Linked DNA regions of Mus musculus: all the other regions are linked to region 1. The links are chromatin contacts, called in public Hi-C maps. All regions are on one chromosome and are shown on one strand. The core of a region is the stretch at or near the end of the contact, and the rest is flanking DNA. Distances in the headings are between cores, read along the strand shown.

Region 1 (2,912 bases), core at 240-2,739:
AGATGTGATATAAAGATGAATCACTTTAGAGATGTGCTGGCTCCAAACCTTGCTTCTGCTCTTCTTCCCTAGAACAGGGGAATCTCTATGTACTCCGATTAAGGTCTACATCTTTCCTTCCATCTCTTGAGATACTCAGTTCATACTTAGACTCATTTCCTAGCAGGCATTGGAAACACACAAGTAGAAAAACATTGTTCTCTCCCTGGCCAGAAACCCCTCTGATATGCTTGAGCAGAACTTCGTACTTGTCTGAAGAGGAGAAAGGAGAGTTAGAATATTAGACTGGGCTCAGCAAAGATGGCTAGAGCTTCAGGGCTCAAAGGGATATTGATTCCCTATAGTTGGAAGACAATGAGCAGGTATTGTCACACTGTTTAAAATGGGTAGAAGAATGGAAAAACAGAATTTCACTCATTTTTTTCCTTCCTTCGTTCCTTCCCACCCTACATTTCTTTCTTTCTCCCTATTAACAAGGATTAAAAAAATTTCAAGCTCCTTCCATCCAATGTGTTTATTTCCATGTACCATCATCTAAATATCTACAGCCACCTGTGCTTTGATCCACGAGACGAGTCTTGATTGAACTGTTGACTTTTCAACATGAACCGAGACTATCTGAGGTCTCTCCATCTTTGATGTGTTTGGAATGGAAAGAGAGGAATATTATGCTATCATATTCAAGTTCAACTTAGGGCAAGGTAGTGCTACCTATTATTTTCTGATCAGGAAACTGAGGCACAAAGAGGGATTTACTTCAGTGATACAACTGGAAAGTTCACATGATCACATCACAGGGATACCTAATGATGAAACCTCCCCAATGCCTGCTGGGTTTTCCTTGGAATATGCCCTTTCCAGTACTCAATATGACTTAATAATGATATAATTGTATGCTTCCTGAACTGACTCAAACCAGGCCAGTGGCTGAAAGCTGTTTTTCTGACGAGGAATGTCTTATACAGACCTTATTCTCTCTCTCTCTCTCTCTCTCTCTCTCTCTCTCTCTCTCTCTCTCTCTCTCCCTCCCTTTCTTGTTGGTATGCTCTGAGAGTCATGCCCCTGATTCAATCTAATCCACTCAGTTAATGGTGGGCTGAATCATATCCCCCGATGTATTGCTATTTTCTCTTGAAGGATGAAAATGTTAAGATCTGCATTAGAGAAACAAGATGTGAATAAAACTTGGTTTTCTCATCCTCTGTTATTAAAGTTGACATGGAAATGCACCCGGAATGTTTCTCTTCTTGCTTTGATCTTTTACTGATCCACAGACTTTCCTAGGGAAGGCACAGCTCTCTGGGTTTGTACTGAGTGGGCACTTGACCAAGAAAGCAGGCATCAATCTGACTCCAGTTTTGGTCTTGGGAACTAAGTCCTGAGGCTCACAGAGGCTGTAAACTCATTGCACAGTCATGTCTGAGCCGTAGGTTAGCAGAGTAGCAGAGCCTGGAGTGAGCAGAGAGCAGATGCTTGCTGGGAACAGAGACAAGAGAACAGATGGCAGTGTGGGGAGGTAAGTCGGAGTGCGGCCTTGCCATCCTTCCACTTTCCAGAGAATCCTGTGATTAAACTAAAACCCCCTTCTCCCGGGAGGCTGGGAATAGGGTGTGGTCCACAGGATTCTTCTTATGCTGTCTCAATGAGAGCTGTGGCCTTGACTGCAGAGGCTGTCTCATCACATGCATGCAGCCCTGAGCTGACACGGAACACAAGCCATGAAGACACCTGGGATAATTCAAACCCTAGTGATTGCTTACAACACAGATCAGGGTCTCATTGAACCTAAACAGGGACACAAACACCCAAACAGATGAAGCATTGACGCTACCGGTGACGCAGGAGAGTGGATTCCAACTACCAGGTGGTTTCTGAAGAAGAGTTGTCACAGCTTGATAATGTCTCTGACATAGCTTGAGACTTGCAATTTATTTGTTTGTTTATTCCAAGGATTAAACAAAATCAGACTCAGACTAATGAAAGTTAAATATAAGCAGCCCTGATTCAGTCAGTGCAAGATCGCCAGGGACAGATTTATGTACCAATAAAGTCAGATTTTTTTTTTTTTGGTCCATTTCTATGATAGAGAAGCATGCTCAAATTGTGTGGGACACTTCACCAACACAAATACAGGAAAGGCAGAAGTAGGGTAGGATTTTGGGAAAGGGCAAAATTTCAGTAAAATGAAAATTAAAGCTTGTGAACAAAAAGCAGTGCTGAGTTGATTGAACCAAATCTCTTGTTTCCTTGGAAACGACTAAGTTAAGGTATATGTGAACACTGTCTTCAGCATCAGCAAACCCTTGTGTGAAGCTGTATACCTGGGCTGGAGCCCGGGCTGCTCTCATGCGTTAAAGAGACTTCAAGCAAGGGTGAGATGCTTCATTTTTACAGATACAGGTCCCAACAGTGAGACTCTGAGAGTGTCTGATTTTTGAGATCAAGGTTTTGGAAGAAGCAAGGAAGCAGTTCTTAGGCAAAGAAGACCTGGAAATGCGGCGCACCCCAGGCAGAAGAATGTTTCTTTTTGTTTTGAAGCTGGTTTTATCAGTCTCTGGTTCCTAGCAGGATGAATGCCAGGACAGATTTACTTGTGTGAGCTGATTTGTAAGCTTTGTGGGGTCTCTGGCAGGGAATGTAATGGTTGATGTTTTCTAAAACTTGTGGTGGATTTTTCCCCCTCCTTGCAAGTTGCAATAGTCATATAGTTACTCTAAGTGCCTAGTGTTCTGAGCCAGATTGGGTAGTGGCCACTGGCTTTGCTGATGTCACTGTTGGAGTTTTCCAGTCTTAAGAAATGGCACAACATGGGACACTATTCCCAATTCCCAGTCTGCTGTGCACTGGCTCTCTCAGGTTTCTCAGAAGGGTAAGTATGCACTATTAGTTTTTTTCAATCATTAAGGACTGGA
Region 2 (2,912 bases), core at 246-2,745, 120 kb after region 1:
TCTGGGTTCCTCCTGGGAGGTGTGTCCCATCTCTCTTCCTCCAGCCTCAGGTGCAATGGCTTTTGAACCATATCAGTCTGGCATAGAACACAAATCAAGACACCCACCCACCACTTGCAGCAAGCATTTGTGAACTTGGTGGAGTTACTGAAAAGCTGATGATAATGGAAATGATTTCAGAGTGCATAGCTTGGCCCTTTCTCCCTTCCAGACCTTTCCCTCTTTCGAAACCTCTTTTTGTGCACGGATGTCCTTCTCCACACCATGTCAGAATGTGACAAAACATGTGCATGTGCACATGTGCATGCCTGCATGCAGCCTTGATTTCTTGGGAATACACTCACTGGGTTCTCAGCTTACGCTTGGTCACCTTTCACACATACGCTACTCCCAGAGCAACTGGGCTGTGACTTCTTTAAGGAATACTTCTGGAAACCTGGCTCGGCTTCTGAGACTGGCTGTCCTTGGTAGAAAAGTGATCCCACATTCTCACTTGGCCAAGTGCAAAGAGATAAGATCCAGCACATTACAATTAGGCTTTTATCTGAACAGAAAGTGGTTTGCTGGTCTGCAGCTCCTACCCAGAGGTGGCTGGGATTCCACTGTTGGGTATTCAGGGGAAAGCTTCCTCAGGGTGAGCTCTGGCAGTCAGCTAGTTCATATTCTTTAAGGAAGTTTGAGGTGATACAACCAACAAGCACCCCAACTTCTAAAGGCAAAAGCTAAGCTGTTTACTTCAGGACCTTCATGTTAGGGATGGGAGCACACTGGGAAGGAAGCCCATGGAGATCAGAGTGCAAGGGGCCTCTCAGACTCTGGGATTTTCTTACCCTATTGTGTATGCCACTCCCTAGATCTTAGGGTGTCACATCTGCTTTGAGTGACTTTCCCCCTTCTTCTTCTTCTTCTTCTTCTTTTTTAACCTAATAGGAAAGAGGAACTAAAAGGTTATAGGTTCGATGTTCCAAACTGACTTGTTGATCATGAGCTATGCTGAAGTGGAAAACGGGGTAGTCCAGGAATTAGGGGAAAGGGGAGCAGGGAAGGGGGAGGCAGGGGAAGAAGAGGTAGGAAAGAGAGAGGGAAGGAAGAAGAGAATGGGGAGAAAGGAAGTGAAGGAGGAAGGTAGAGAGGGAGAAAGTGCAGGAGAGGGGAAAGTGGAAGGAAGAAAGAGAAAGGGGAAGCGAAGGATAAGGTGGAAAGAAAGGGAAGGGAAGGGAAGGAAGTAAAAACACCAGGATGGAGGAACTGAAAGTTGACCGACCTCAGAGAGCTGGGCTGACATCGGAGGTCAGCAGGGGCTTGCATACTCTACTCAGTCCACCTGGGCAGAGCCACAAGCTGGTTCTTGTGTGTCCCCTTAAGTAAAGCACTCCTAAATGTGCTTGCTCAGCCATAGAGGTCAGCCCTGAAGCTGTTCATCCCAGTGCTCACCTCTAGCTTGACTCAGGAGCTGCAGGCTTTTGAAGCTCTGAAATGCTCCTCCCACGCGCCTGGACAGCCACAGCTACAAGCTTTCCCTGCAGAGAAACCCTGGAGGGTCTGGGACTTGGAGCATTCTACAAGAACTTCGGCAGGGTAAACAGGAACACGGGCCATATGCTCTTCTCCGTGGCACCCAAGAAAGTGTTCTAATTAATTGTAAATTCGAGCAGTTGTGCTGGAAATCAACACGCCCACTCCCCAAAGCCCAGGAACAGAGCGTTATTTCCCCCAAGGAGCAAAGCAAAGAAAGTTTACACCACAGCGGCTGCTTTGGTGATTTGGAGCGTGCTTTATAAGGGGCTTTCAAATCTGCCATCATCCTTTCCATTTGGCCTCCGGTGGCAGTAGCTGACGCCCAGAGGAAAGACTATTTTCACAGACTGCGCAGCTGCAGCTGCAGCTGCAGCTGGCAGCAGGATCGGATTACAGATGTGACTGTCAGGCACCTGGCCATCCTGAAGATTATCTAGCCCCATCCGGGTTTCTCCTTGGCATCTTCACATTCACAGTTTATTGGCTGAAAGAAAGACATGGAGAACTTGGCTCTATTTTATCCTAATTCAAACACTTCGTTAGATGAACAATAGAATAGAACAATGCTCTTCTTCTGGTCCTGTGAATTTGGGGAGAGTGTCTGCTTTGTGGACCTGGCTAACTCAACTAGAGGAATTTGCACTCCTACAATTCAATGATTAGTTTAAAAACCACATTGACGTGAAAGTTGCTGTTATAGTGAGTGAGGGTTATTTACATTAGACTTTCCAGGCTTTTATAGTTTGAGAACACAGACCTATTTCACTTTATCTGTCGTCAGAACTCTCATTTATAGCAAGAAAATTGGGATGTCCAGGAAGCCATGTTTTCTCTCATTCTGTTGTGTTTTTAAAACATCTCAAGTAGCAATGTCCCTCCTCCGAGTTGTGGCTTTCCTGTATTCCAAACTGTCCTGATGTTCATACTCACTAGCTAATAGAAGTGTGGATTTTAATGCAGTAGCAGCTTTTGTCAGTCAACATATTATAAACCTGGTAACACATATTTCTCAATGGCTTGATTTCCTGAAAAGACTATAGTTCAAAATGAACTATAGTTCATTTTGCTTGCAGTCAGACATATCCACATGGGAAAGTTCACCGAGAGATGCCATGCAAATCTTCATTTAAAAAAAATCATAAAAATCAGAGGACTGTTAAACACTTTTAAAATTCTAGATAATTCAATAGAGCCAAATACATTAAACATTTAGAAGAAAAAAAAGTTGAAGATAAATAGTGCTGAGATAATCACATCCGTCCTTGTTTTCCAGGTTTCCCACATCAAAACTCCCAAGCAAATGGATGAATTCATTGAGATACAGAGCTCAACCGGAACTTGGTACCAGCGCTGGCTGGTCAGGTTCATGACCATTTTCAAACAGGTATGATCTG
Region 3 (2,912 bases), core at 307-2,806, 96 kb before region 1:
CCCTCTTCTGGTGTGTCTGAAGACAGCTACAGTGTACTCATCATGTAAATAAAATAAATAAATAACATCTTAAAAAGAAAAAAAAATTAAAATGTTTAAAAAAAAGGTAAATCCAAAGGTGCTATATTTTGTTTGCTTGTTTGTGAAATACTGGGGATTGGGCCTAGGACCACATATGCTTGAGGTAAGTGTTCTATTGAGTTATACTTGCAGCCCAAGATGCTGACTTTTGATGACACATGGCTTTGAATCCTGTGTGACTGTTTTCCGGCTGCTTTTGGATCCGGATGTGGTACTCTCAGCTACCTCTCCCGCACCCTTGTTGTGGATAGCCCTGGGGCTAATTATAGTTGCTGTTAGTTCCGTTCTCCTGTGCGTGGCTGCGAACAATGAGTCAGCACTCAGGTGATTTCCTGTAAACCTGCTTTCCACCTTAATTTGTACAATAAAGGAGAGCTGATGATTGGGCAGGTAAAAGGGAAGGTGGAGAGGAAGGTTGGGAGAGAGAAGGAGAAAATGGAAGAAGGAGAGGATGCAGAGGAGGAGGAAGGAGAAGAAAAGCAGAGCAGAAGCACATGGCCTGGAGAAACCGAAAGTTCTAAGGGACCTCATAAGCTATGGAAGATGGTAGTGTAGCCGTAGATCTGCCCAATCTAGGCACACAGCATGTATTCATATTAACTGAGTCATGTTATCATTGCTGGGGCATATTTGGTTGGAGATACACCCTGTCTGCCTGCTTGTTTCCATTCTTCTTGCCATGTCAATAATGGGCTAAACCTTTGAACTGTAAACCAGCCCCAATTAAATGTTTTCCTATATAAGAGTTGCAAGGGTCATGGTGTCTCTACACAGCCATAGAAACCCTAAGACATACACATTAAAGTATATTTTATTGGGTATTTTCTCTGCATTCATTTGGGCTATGTTAACTTCTATATCAGGGTAACATCATTTGCCAAAAAATTAACACAATAAAAATACACTGCTGTTTTAGATTCCCCACCAAACTGGTTGGGAAACTTTTGATATGGCTTGTCAGAGCCCAACCTCCTTCTGTCTTGTGGCTCTTGCTAGGCTCTCATGTAGTTGATGGGTTGGGATAATGGTATGGAGGAAGCTCGTGTTTCTCAATCAGCAGCCTAAAGTGACTGCACCACCGCAATGTTTCCTAGCTAGAACTGGTCCTGGCTACAGCCTCAGGCTGGGGATGCAATCCTAGCTGGGCTTTTCACCCACACAACGCTGATACACTCAGAGGTGGAACATGTGTGTAACCCACTGGTCTACAGACAACCAGAGACCATGGAAGTGTGTCTATCAATACATTCTTTCGAACAGTACATACTGGGGGGAAGGGGGGTACATTCTGTAATAATGTAAATGTAATATGTATTTCCAAGTATCAGTAGTGAAATGCAACACCCTCCTGTGAAAGAAGTATCCACAGCTCCAATACACGGCTGGTAGAATTTTACCAGGCTTAGCCAGTTGCAGAAGAAACTGCCATATTATCCTGAAGTGGAAGGTGTGGACATCCTACGACTCAGGAAATCTATCAGCATCATTGGTAAGGATTTGTTTTTCAATCAGCAATGACAACCGAATAGGTCAAACAGTTGCAGAGATGTCAACGAGCCCCGGTGGTTTTTGTTTTGCAACAAGACTGTATTTGAAGAGTGGGGAAAATTGACCTGGTTCATATGAGAGAGAAATCAATTTGTCCAGAGTGCTGCTGTCAAGAATGGTCCAACGTGAAGCAGAATAAGGCAGAACAGATGGATTATTGGCTCCTGATTTATTTACTGACTTAGTTAGGGCACTGCCGGTACTGCCCATTTGCTAAGCATGACTTCACTTGCTACCTGAAGCAGAATGACCCGAGAAAGAGCTGAAACAATGGGTGGGTGGTTGCCCTTAACAACCTGCCGCCTGCAGCTAAGCTTCTGTAAAATCTCGATTGCTTGCCTGCCCCACCCTGTGGTTTTGGAGTATAAATGGAGCATGCCAACTGAACCCGGGACTGAAGGCCTTCAGACCCATCCTGGCTCTGCTCCACTGGTGGCTTCTCTCTCCCACTTTCACTGGTGTCCAAGTGCTTATTCCAGAAAGGTTCTTGCAACACATGTGCATTGGCAGCACGTTTTTAGATGGGGACACCATCACTCCATCTGCTTCACAGATGCTCTTGGAGCAGGGAGCTGATAAACGTATCTGTGCAAAGAGTCAGCGATACTCTTGCTAACTAATGGTGCATCGCTAACTTTGCAGTATCCATTCACCTCTAGAAAATATTAGCAGAACAGTGGACATCTTATAGGAATTATTTGTCATAGGATATAGAGAAGCTCCTGGGTACCATCCATGGCATTACCATGCTAATTTTCTTTCCATTTAAAGAGATGATAAAATAAATGTTTTTGTAATTGTTTAAAAATGAGTTTAAAATTTACTATTAGCGTTTGATTTGTTGTATACTTATTTTACAGACCTGAACACGTGATGCTGTGGGAAACTTTCTTGGGTGGAGGTATTGTAAGGAAAAAAAAAAAGTCCGGGAAGCTTATTGGGAGCAGGGATTTTAATAGATACCCCACAATGGTCTCTGCTGTCAGTCGGAATATAACTTGACACTTCACAAAACCTACAGGTGCACAGTGCATATACTTGCTAATGCTTTCCATGAATTCAGTCCACCGTCCCTTTGTGTCATGTGCTTGGGCAGCAGACCTTGGTGGTGGGAGCCAATGGAGGGGAGGCTTATTCTCCTCATGGTGTCTAAGAAGCAGGCACGAGGTCCGACCTTTATAACCATGTCACCAGTGACCTATTTCCTCCAAATAGATTCTACCTCCTGAAGCTTCCAGAACCTCCCAATACAGTGCCAGAGGCTGAGGAGGTGATGAACACAA
Region 4 (2,912 bases), core at 201-2,700, 64 kb before region 1:
CTGAAATAAAAGTTGTAATGATTGTTAATGGAGTGTCTCTCTTTCTGATATTTACCATGCACAAATATTTATGTGGCAGGAGGCAAGTCTGATTACCATTGTTATGGTACTTTTCCCATTGTATTCCCTGGCCCTCAGTCCATGTCATTCCTTACCAAATTTCCATTCTATTGCTTTTCAAATGCTCAACACTGTTCTTTGAAACCTAACAGAGATGTGTTCTCAAGCTTTGGATATGAATAGTTTGAAAACCCTCACCTCAAAGTGTCCAGTGCATACGCTTATGTGCGTTAAACAAGATGATGAAGAAGAAAAAAGGATGGAAGCGTTCCCCTGCCAGAGAAGATGAAGAAGCTCCAGATGGGACTGGAGAATTGGATTAGTGGCTAAGAGTACATATTGCCAGGTGTGGTGGTGCACACCTATAATCCCAGCACTTGAGAAGCAGAGGCAGGAGGATCTCTGAGTTCAAGCCCAGCCTGATCTATATATCAAGTTCCAGGACAGCCAGGTCTACATAAGAGAGACCCTGTTTCAACAAAACAAAACAAAAACCAAAGCAAAACAATTAAAAAGAATACATATTGCATTCAGAAGATATGAGTTCAGTCCCTAGCACCCACATGAGATGACTTATAACTGCCTATAACTCCATCACTAGGGGATTCAATACTCTCTTCTTGATTCCATGGGCATCATCACTCAATGTGCACAAACCCACACAGGGCACAAACATAGCACATAAATGACAAAGGATAAAAATAAGCCAGGCCTGGTAGCGCATGCTTTAATCCCATCCTGGCACTTGGGAGGCAGGAGCAGGTAGATCTGAGTTTGAAGCCAGCCTGGTGTATATACAGAGTTTCAGGCCAATTAGGACTACACAGTAATGAGATCCTTTATAATAATAATAATAACAATTCTTTGAAATAAAATTGTTTTTATATTTACTTATTTTATATGTATGAGTGTTTTGTCTGCATGTATGTCTATGTATCTTGTATGTGCCTAGTGCACATGGAGATCAGAAGAGGGCATTAAATCTTCTGCACCTGGAGTTACAGATGGTTGTGAGCCATCTTGTGGGTTGCAAGAGCAACAAGTGATCTTAAGCGGTGAATCATCTCTCCATCCTCCAAAAAAAAAAAAAAAAGATATTTCAGCTAGGGTGTACATAGAACCTGTACAAAGGAATAGGCTAGTGACTGTGGGCAGAATCACAGGGCTTAGCAAGGAAGACTGAGCAAAGCTGCTGCCTGGGCCTTACTCCAGTGAGCATCATCTGCCAGCTACGAGGATGGAACTGGGTCAGGATGAACCCAGAGACCACTGGCCTTCTGTGTGTGTTTGAATTTCTAGTGCCACAGAATAAAGCCAATAGTTCCCTTCCTCCCATGCCGTGGAAACACCCACAGAGATCAGCCAGCGGGTCTTTGGCACATGGACCAATTCTCTCATTGGCCATCTGTTCTCTGAGACTCTGCTAGTCTGTCTGGATGACTTTGTGTGGTCAGTGTTACTCTTCAAACATTTGCAAGCCTATCTGACCCCTGGAAGGGCAGTAGAGAGGCTACATTGAAATCCTATGCTCCAGACTTTGGAGGAATTGTATAAAATCAGTTCCTTGAAGCATGAAACTCTCATCTTCATCTGCATATTGGAGTTACTCTGTAGACTCAGGTCGGAGGCTGTGTTTTCTCATATACATTCTCCTCTCCATTAAATCATCTTCCAGAAAGTGATTTCACACTTTAAAGTGTCTCGTCACATGCAGCTATACGCCACTATTGACTTCAAAACTCCCCTCATGTTGAACATTAAAGTGATTTCCAGTGTTTTGCTGCTACTGCCAATGAGAAATGGTCCCGAGTCTTTTTGTCTCTAAATTAAAAAAAAAAACAATATATGACAATCAATCACAAGATAATTACTGTAAACATTATTGTCTGGCTTTTGGGTTAATTTTCTAGGCTTATTAGCAGTCTTTAAGCAGCTGAGGCCCCAGCTGCATTGCAGATGGGCAAAGCCTGCAGAGACCAAATGGACACAACACCCTGGCTAAGAGAAGAAAGGCAGGTGCAGGAGTTATGAGATCTCCATGGAAACGTGATTCCTGGCTAGATACACATCTTGGTTTCTCACTCCCTGTCTGTGAATGTGTGGTGCCTGGAGTATATAAAATAAGCTCCTGCTTTGAGCTTGGCTGTTTCTAAGTAGATTCCTCAGCTGTTAGTAGCCTTCGTCCTCTTGCGTTTCTGATGGCAAGTTGGTTCTGAGTTGTCTTCACATATGAAAAGCATAGAAGACTAATGGCTTTGTTGCAAACACTTGGAGAATGCTGGTCCCTTGCAAGTCAATAAGTGTTGAATTATGCATGACAGCATCACCAAGTTACATTTATTATTAAGCTCTGGGTTATAGTGGCCAGGGGATTGGGAGAGCAACCCAAGAAAGACACCAGCCAGGAAGAGTCACAGTCCCTTTGCTGCAGATTGTTACAGCAGAACAAATTTAGTTTGTGCCAGAGAGCAGAAGTGTGTCATTCCTCCAACATTTCCTGACTTGGAAGTACGAGTCACTCTGAATTTTCCTCTACATGGTCACTCTGAGTTTTCCTCCTCATTCATGTTTGAGAGAACTGGTAAATTTCAATGCATTTTGTATTTCTGCGTGACTAGAAGGAACACATACCTATTCTAATAAAACTGGAAGGTGTAAAAGATTTAAGTAAAATTTTCTTCCACTTAAGTAAATATTATGGGACAGTGAGTTGGCTCAGCAGGTAAAGATGCTTGCCTCCAGATGACCTGAATTTGATCCCTGGGACACACATAGTGGAAGGAGAGAACCAACTCCCACAGCTGCCCTTTGGCCTCCACATACATGGTGGGGGATGATTTCTGCAAGGTGGC

Evidence for each region. Hi-C and Micro-C count contacts between places; a contact is called where the count stands out from the background.
Region 2: a Hi-C map of muscle stem cells shows a contact between it and region 1, with 2.9 times the contacts expected there. The contact joins two enhancer-like sites. A contact is called at or near these places in 10 of 484 Hi-C or Micro-C datasets (B cells, the C2C12 cell line, the HL-1 cell line and 5 more) and 2 of 115 datasets of contacts at active chromatin or transcription factors (embryonic fibroblasts and neural progenitor cells).
Region 3: a contact with region 1 is called in a Hi-C map of cerebellar granule neurons, with 1.7 times the contacts expected there. The contact joins two enhancer-like sites. A contact is called at or near these places in 12 of 484 Hi-C or Micro-C datasets (the C2C12 cell line, adipose-derived mesenchymal stem cells, cerebellar granule neurons and 7 more).
Region 4: a Hi-C map of cerebellar granule neurons shows a contact between it and region 1, with 1.7 times the contacts expected there. The contact joins two enhancer-like sites. A contact is called at or near these places in 1 of 484 Hi-C or Micro-C datasets (cerebellar granule neurons), 1 of 115 datasets of contacts at active chromatin or transcription factors (embryonic stem cells) and 3 of 9 other capture datasets (adipose tissue, liver and pancreatic islet).

The regions. Positions count from the first base shown.
Region 1 is chr7:75,264,013-75,266,924 of GRCm38.p6, reverse strand. The region is part of intron 1 of Sv2b (synaptic vesicle glycoprotein 2 b); the gene reads left to right. Among named protein-coding and RNA genes, the nearest start is that of 1500012K07Rik, 43 kb to the left of the region's middle. Within about 2 kb of position 1,489, at least 26 of the 459 cell types and tissues checked have an H3K27ac peak or open chromatin away from gene starts, as enhancers often do. A contact at or near this core is called in cerebellar granule neurons, cerebral cortex and muscle stem cells, where this site is marked.
Region 2 is chr7:75,140,969-75,143,880 of GRCm38.p6, reverse strand. Sv2b (synaptic vesicle glycoprotein 2 b) reads left to right here. Exons shown (of 13, transcript NM_153579.4): 7 at 2,792-2,902. Among named protein-coding and RNA genes, the nearest start is that of 4930533N22Rik, 110 kb to the right of the region's middle. Within about 2 kb of position 1,495, at least 74 of the 459 cell types and tissues checked have an H3K27ac peak or open chromatin away from gene starts, as enhancers often do. A contact at or near this core is called in cerebellar granule neurons, cerebral cortex and muscle stem cells, where this site is marked.
Region 3 is chr7:75,360,160-75,363,071 of GRCm38.p6, reverse strand. No RefSeq gene overlaps it. Among named protein-coding and RNA genes, the nearest start is that of Sv2b, 52 kb to the right of the region's middle. Within about 2 kb of position 1,556, at least 49 of the 459 cell types and tissues checked have an H3K27ac peak or open chromatin away from gene starts, as enhancers often do. A contact at or near this core is called in cerebellar granule neurons, where this site is marked.
Region 4 is chr7:75,328,374-75,331,285 of GRCm38.p6, reverse strand. It overlaps 1500012K07Rik (RIKEN cDNA 1500012K07 gene), which reads right to left. Exons shown (of 3, transcript NR_045814.1): 3 at 1-1,881. Among named protein-coding and RNA genes, the nearest start is that of Sv2b, 21 kb to the right of the region's middle. Within about 2 kb of position 1,450, at least 34 of the 459 cell types and tissues checked have an H3K27ac peak or open chromatin away from gene starts, as enhancers often do. A contact at or near this core is called in cerebellar granule neurons, where this site is marked.